2 separate regions of the Mus musculus genome follow, and region 2 is linked to region 1. The links are chromatin contacts, called in public Micro-C maps. All regions are on one chromosome and are shown on one strand. The core of a region is the stretch at or near the end of the contact, and the rest is flanking DNA. Distances in the headings are between cores, read along the strand shown. Region 1 overlaps Fto (fat mass and obesity associated). Region 2 overlaps Fto (fat mass and obesity associated).

What was found. A called contact is a pair of places that touch in the nucleus more often than the background predicts.
Region 2: a contact with region 1 is called in a Micro-C map of embryonic fibroblasts, with 3 times the contacts expected there. The contact joins two enhancer-like sites. A contact is called at or near these places in 7 of 484 Hi-C or Micro-C datasets (adipose-derived mesenchymal stem cells, cortical glia, cortical neurons and 3 more) and 2 of 115 datasets of contacts at active chromatin or transcription factors (double positive thymocytes and kidney).

What each region holds. Positions count from the first base shown.
Region 1 is chr8:91,379,469-91,383,016 of GRCm38.p6, forward strand. The region is part of intron 1 of Fto (fat mass and obesity associated); the gene reads left to right. Among named protein-coding and RNA genes, the nearest start is that of Fto, 68 kb to the left of the region's middle. Within about 2 kb of position 1,878, at least 87 of the 459 cell types and tissues checked have an H3K27ac peak or open chromatin away from gene starts, as enhancers often do. A contact at or near this core is called in embryonic fibroblasts, where this site is marked.
Region 2 is chr8:91,614,347-91,617,434 of GRCm38.p6, forward strand. The region is part of intron 8 of Fto (fat mass and obesity associated); the gene reads left to right. Among named protein-coding and RNA genes, the nearest start is that of Gm36325, 99 kb to the right of the region's middle. Within about 2 kb of position 1,730, at least 31 of the 459 cell types and tissues checked have an H3K27ac peak or open chromatin away from gene starts, as enhancers often do. A contact at or near this core is called in embryonic fibroblasts, where this site is marked.

The sequences.
Region 1 (3,548 bases), core at 628-3,127:
CGCCTGCATTGGATGACATTCGGTACTCGGAGGCCTGTGTGTTGGAAGTGTGCAAGTGTAAACAGTGGTGTTTACACACTGGTGGTGTAAACAGTGGTGTTTACAACAGTGGTGCCTGCATAGGCACCACATCTTGGGTTAAAATGGAGAAGAAAAGTTACACATGGAATTTTAATATTTTCCATGGCTGTAAGTTAGGCTCCATTTAATTCTTTCTGGTTTTACAAGTCCTTCTAGGCTCCTACTATTTCTATGCCAACAATTTTATCATTTACAGAGCATGATCAGAATTAACTGACAGAAGACCAAACAGGCTAGAAATAAGTTGAAAGCAAGAAATACTTTAGTTGGGCCATTAGCTTATCCTCCGTGACCATAGGCAGCCTGTATACCGTATCTTTGCTTTGATTCTCTCATTTCCTACAGTTGGCATAACGCCCTCTGCTCTCCTGTGTCTGCTGAAAAATAAATGGGAACTCTTTAAAATACCTCTGCTTGTATTTATTTTCCTAGCCCCAAATAAATGTAAGGTGTGGTTATAATCACCCAGGACGCCTAAGGAGCTTCCGGTGTTGACGCCAAGATGAATTGTAGAGATCTTAAAGGGGCGGTTGTTACAAAAGGTTGTTACAAGTTAAGTTCTCTTGGACTTTGCCACTCATGCTTGGAGGACATACATGTATATTATATGTTATTTGTTTTTTCTAGACAAGAGTTTCTCAGTGTAGCCCTGACTGACTGTAGACTAGGTTGGTTGGCCTCAGACTCACAAAGATCCGCCTGCCTCCGCCTGCCTCCGCCTCCTGAGTGCTGAGATTAAGTACATTTGCTTGGAGCAGGGCTTTCTTTGTGAGTTCTAGCTCACTTTAAACACCTGGCACTTTGACGCTTCTGCCTCTGTTCACATCCATGTCTACCTATGGTGTGTGTATGGGTTTGGTTGCAGGAAGCAGTGACGAGAGGTTGTTTCTGTATAGCATCCTCCTGAGGAGCAGAGAACTGGGCTCAAAGCTAAGCTGTAGTGGCTTCCGAAGCAGTGTTACGGGCTAGCCTGTCAAGGAGTCCCACATCTGCCACATGTGGGCAGGAGAGGATCAGGAAGCCATGGTTAGAATGGTCCGTTTGTAAGGACAGACAGCTATAGGTGAAGCCAGAGACAGCCAGGAAAAAGGAAGGTGCCACCGTGACAACTGATGTTTAAGTGGAATGAGTTTGTGACCTTTCTGGCCTTGTGCTGGAAATCCAGTGTTGGGACAACTACTTTGTCTGCAGAAAAAGCCCAAGGTTCCTGGTGCTGATTTTCTTTCTGAGTCTCGTAGATCAGGCCAGGAGCCTGGTGAGGCCTAACACTTCTCCGGAGCCTTGGCTACAAATTGACTCAAACCAGTTTTTTGTTTCTTTCCCAGCACAGCAAATAGCTAAGCAGGTACTGTTTAAGTATGTGGTCAGTGCTGTTAACTCCCACTACCACTGTGGCACTGTGTTCATTATGGTCCTCTCTGGCTCCTGGAGCTCTAGATGCTACAATTTAGTCTCCACCCCCTGGTTCAGGCCCAGCTCCTGCCTCCCTGGGCTTTCTCAGTCATCTTCCTTATCTGGCCCTCCGACCTCCAGTCTTGGTTCCTTTGAACTGAACCATATTATAAATAGAGTTAAAACACAGGGCAGCAAATTAAACACTCTCTCTCTCTCTCTCTCTCTCTCTCTCTCTCTCTCTCTCTCTCTCTCTCTCTCTCACCAAAATTATGCCTTCACTGTGTTCCTGTCCTTCTCAAAAGCCTTTTGTGGCTGCTTATTACATTCAGGATGGAATCCAGACTACTCAGCCAGACTCTCTGGACCTTCCATAATCAGGGCACAGTCTATCATCCTCGCCTTATCTCCCGCTCTCCCCTGCTGAAGCCGACTGTTAGCCAGAGGTCTAATCACCGACGCTTGATCGGCTGCTTTGATTACTGACTTTTTAGCTCTGCCGCCCTTATTACCTGGCGAGCTGTTTTCTGCTTTCTTCTTCTCATCACCTTGGCACAAGGTTCTTCTCTCCTTTGTTCAGACTTCTTAGAGCACTGTTGACTAAGGCGTTTTTATTTTATTACCCGCATTGTTAGTTTTCTTTTCCCCTGTTTTTCATGTAGGCAGTATAAATATTTGTTATGGATTGATTGATCTGTTGATTCTGCGTGGCTCTGACAGCCACTTGCTGGGGAGAGGGGGATGGTGGAGGGTCAGCGTGGGGCTGAAGCAGAAGCCCGGCTCTGTGACTTTGCCCTTTTGATTTCTAGTGAAAGGACAAATTAACTATTTGCTTTGAGCAAACTAATGCAGTGTTTTGTGGATTTAGGGTTTGAAAAGGACCCTGGGAGGGAAAGCCTGGGAGTTGAGCTCTTAGCCTGTTTGCCAGGCTGGAGGAGCTCCACTCTGCCACAGCCTTGCCGTTTGCTTAAGTGAGGGTTGTGAAATCACAGTGGAATTTGTGGTTGCTTGCCAGCGAGGAGGAGGAGGAAGAGAGGTTCTGAGTAAATTAGACATGCAAATTAGTAGGGCATGGGGCTCTAACAAATTATACAAGAAGTCCCAAGAAGTCCATTTCATCTTCTGTCTACAGAGTGATGCTATGTGTGTGCACATGTGTGCATGTGCTTTGTATGTGTGCCTATGCATATGTGTGTGTGTGTGTGTGTGTGTGTGTGTGTGTATGTGAAGGCAGCTATTAATATATTTTCTTTAGAAGTTCTCAAACCTTTTGTTCTCCCAGCTCTTTTGTAGTAAAGTTTATTTAGAATCCCCAAACCTCTTGTTTCTGTAGAGGCTTGTCTCCAGGCAGTTACTATGTTTGGAAACAAACAGAAGAATCACAAAACAACTTTATTCATTTAATAATAGCAGTGACTGTGACTTTTTTATATAAAAAATAAGTTTTCCAATACAAAACTTTATCAAAAAGATTTACATATTAGCAAATCTTTTTATTGTCTAGCAAAACTGGGTTTTCATAGCTGATGTTGTACCTAGTTGTTCTACTGTTTTGTTCTGCTGTGTTGTTTTGGTTGAGGCTTATGAACAAAATCCAGTCTTCCTCAGGTCTTGAAGGGAGAGTGTTTGAGTGGGCTTCTTAGTGTTAAATCGTCATATTTTCCTTGATAATGTACTGAAACTTGACAAGGGTCAGCTTATTTTTTATTTTTATTTGTTTATTTTGTACAATGATAGTTTTTTAAATTAATAAATGATTGTGTAAATGGAGTACATTGTGACATTATGACTGGTACATATGTTGTGGGATGGTTAAAGGAAGCTCATTAGCATATCCATCACTTAATTATCATTTAGAACCTGGTTTTTTTTAACAACTTAGAAATTGTACATTGATGTGAGCTAGAGTCACCAGGGCTTACTCCTGTGTCCATCCAAACTTAGTAACTCTTTGACATTTATTTCTCCTTTCTGTCCCCGATCCAGATGGCTCTTCTCTTCTGTGTTTCTGCGGGTTGGACTGATTGTCCACATGCAAGGTCATGCATTCTCTTCAACCACAGAGTAAAGCAAGC
Region 2 (3,088 bases), core at 480-2,979, 230 kb after region 1:
TGGGGGTTTAGGAGCAGGCAGGTAACACCATCTTTTGTTTGTTTGTTTGTTTGTTTGTTCTTGAGACAGGGTTTCTCTGTGTAGTAGCTCTAGCTGTCCTGGAACTCACTTTGTAGACCAGGTTGGCCTCCAACTCAGAAATCCGCCTGCCTCTGCCTCCCTAGTGCTGGGATTAAAGGCATGCACCACCACCGCCCGGCTCAGGTAACGCCATCTTGAAGTGACACCGAGAGGAATTAGCTGTTGCCTGGACTCTTAATGGCTGCATTGCCAGCATTCTGTCAATACAAATGGCTTTCTAAACATGTTAGGGTTTGAAGTCTCTAAGGATTTGACACTGGCTCCAACAGTTCAGGCTCTTGTCCTGGCTAGGCATTGGTCACCCTTTGCGGGACCCTTGTGGGCCAGGTGATCCAAATCCAGTTGGTCCCAGCGCTCCTTCTTCTCTGCCCTGGGCTTCTGAAGAACTTTTTTCTGAGACAAAGTTCTTGGCTTTCCCTTCGATTACATCACTTGGACATTCCAGAGTGCCCACGATCTCAAAAGCAGAGCTGGTGTTTGAATCACCTAGCATGTATCGATACATCATTTTATTTAACACGGTGTTTTAAAATTGTATTTAAAAGTCAGCTTCTTTCATCTCGTGTGCCCTTGGCTGGGAAACAGAGAAAGTCTCTTTTAAGAGGTGTTTTACATTTTATGGCTACTGAGAGAGAACACAGTTCTTTAATAGGTAGTATGTAAGAGCTCCACGTTACAGGCTTTCGGAGCGTAGAAGCTCTGGAGCAAGGCTAGTTGATAACATCTCTGAAGGGCAAAGGAGAGACTGTAAACCCCTGAGGTTTAGATGCCCTACCAGCATGCCCTAAGCCGGAGCTTTCCTCAGACCGTCTCATTCTCAGCTTGAGTCCGATGAGAGCTGTGCAGGATGGATCCCCTTGTCCTCTTCATGGTTATGGGCATGTAATATGTTCTTCATCGAGCCAGGCAATTGGCAGAGACGCCAGTGCATTTAAGACTCGAGTCTACTGGAAATGAGACTTGCACTCCTGCCAGAAATGGATGTCCACTACTATCACACATCTTGACTGTTTTTTTTTTTTATCCTGACTCTTAAAACAATAATATCAAACAACTCCAGGGGAAAAAAAGTTAAATGTTTCCATATGAAGAGCTGATTAAATTTGTATGGTTTTCTTTTCAGTAAAAATTGATACGTGATGAAACGCAATGCAGCTGCATGTCTGGCTGGGGCTGGTACTCCTGTGGCCTCTGATCTCTGCCAGGCTAAGGGCCAGGGCCTGACCATTGCCTTCCAGTAGCCTAGGTCTGATAGGCCCTCTCCTAAGGCACTGAGCACAGAGGCAGTGGTCCCCTGGCTTGGGTCATCTCCCTTGAGGCACATCATTCTCCTGTGTCACTTCTTTGTCCTCTCATAGGGCAGATGAGTCCACACAGAGTCTTGCGGTTAACAGTGAACAAGTGAAATTCTGTCGGGACTCCTTCAGTGGGCAGGAGCCTGGCTGAGGTTAGGGGAGAGATTTGTCATGGGGATGCTAATTTATTGGCTCATATTTCTGCAAAAGTCCTGGTGCCTGGCTTTTGTAGAGTATGATGCTGGGGTCTGTTATTTTGTCTATGTGCTGCTCCGACTTCTGTGAGTCAGTCCCCTTCCCATTCAGTCTGTCCTCTGGGTCACCAAGAAGTGGTTGCAACAGCTGACCCTCCATGTCCATCTCCTATGGGGAATTGAGGGCTACGTAGCATTCCTAGTACACCCGCTCACTTGCCTTGGTTTAACCAGGGAGTGTTCTCTGCCAGGATGGAGGTGACTGAGCTGTATGTGAGTTCTTGAGCTAAGACGAGATTTCCTGGAGGAAAACTGTGGCAGGGTAACCAGACAGCTAGATAGATGCTCTGTGACCAAACCAGAATGCCTTTCACCCACCAGAAAGGCCGTTCACCAAGCAGTCTGATCAGAATGTGAACTCCGAATCAGGAAACAGGAGTGAGAGAGATCTGGCCCATCTGGCCCATCGCTTCTATTCTCATTCTCCTTCAGATGTGAGCTCTAGGAGGAAAGTGTTTCCCCGTGATTGTCCTGCTGCACAGGCCTGAATTCTCTTTCCCAGAATTCAGAGCAAGGAAGAGGCTCTGCTGCTGCTGCCACCAGTGGCCAAAGAGGACAATGGAATTTTGTTCAGCAGTTTTTTGTTTTTTGTTTTTTGTTTTTTTGAGATGAACTCATATGGCCACTTTTCTGCCGAAAACCCATGTCTCTGTCTGTCCTTTCTGTGGGGGACACACCAGAGGCAAGGGTCCATCCAGGCTGAAGCCAGCCTCCTCCTATGCTCCTGCAACTGGACTCTGAGAGGGACTAGCATGTGCTCCCAAACTATCCCTGTCTCTAGGACTGGCAAGCATCCACTTCTCAAAATGTCTAGTTTTAAACTGAGTGTGGTAGCGCGTGCCTGCAAGTCTAGTGTTCTGGAGCCTTAAGGCAGGAAGAGCAAAAGTGCAGGGTTACCTGGGCTACAAAACAACAACAACAACAAAAAATGGGTTTGCTCTCTCTCCCCCAGTTTCTAAGGATCTGAGTCTGGAAAAATGAATAGGTGATGTTCATTCCAGGACTCTTTAAGGAAATTCCCTAGGCAGCCGTGATTAAAGGTCTCCCCACTTTGGGACTTCAGTTTTGTGACCAAGAAAAGCAGAAAAATTTGATTCGGCGTTCGTTAGGTTCCGGAAAGGTGGTCTTGTGCCACACAGCTGTCGCAGATCCCCGTTCTTCAAGCTGAGAGTTTGCTGTGGGCTCCCTCCCTCGAAGGCCCTCCCTGTCACCCCACCTAGGATTCCATCTGCAAACACAGCTCTCACCCAGAAGATTTCTCTTCAATTAAAATTTTACACCTACCAAATAAACAAGGGCAGTTTTGAAATGTAAATGCATCATTTTCATAGGCACCTTGCGCCAGCTCCACCTACCTGGAGACCAACCAACCGACAGACCATTTCTCCTTCAGCACAAAGCTGCATATAAGTTCCCTGCTTCCCCCTCAGTGTGGTTCAGCCCAGGGCCCCCGTACAT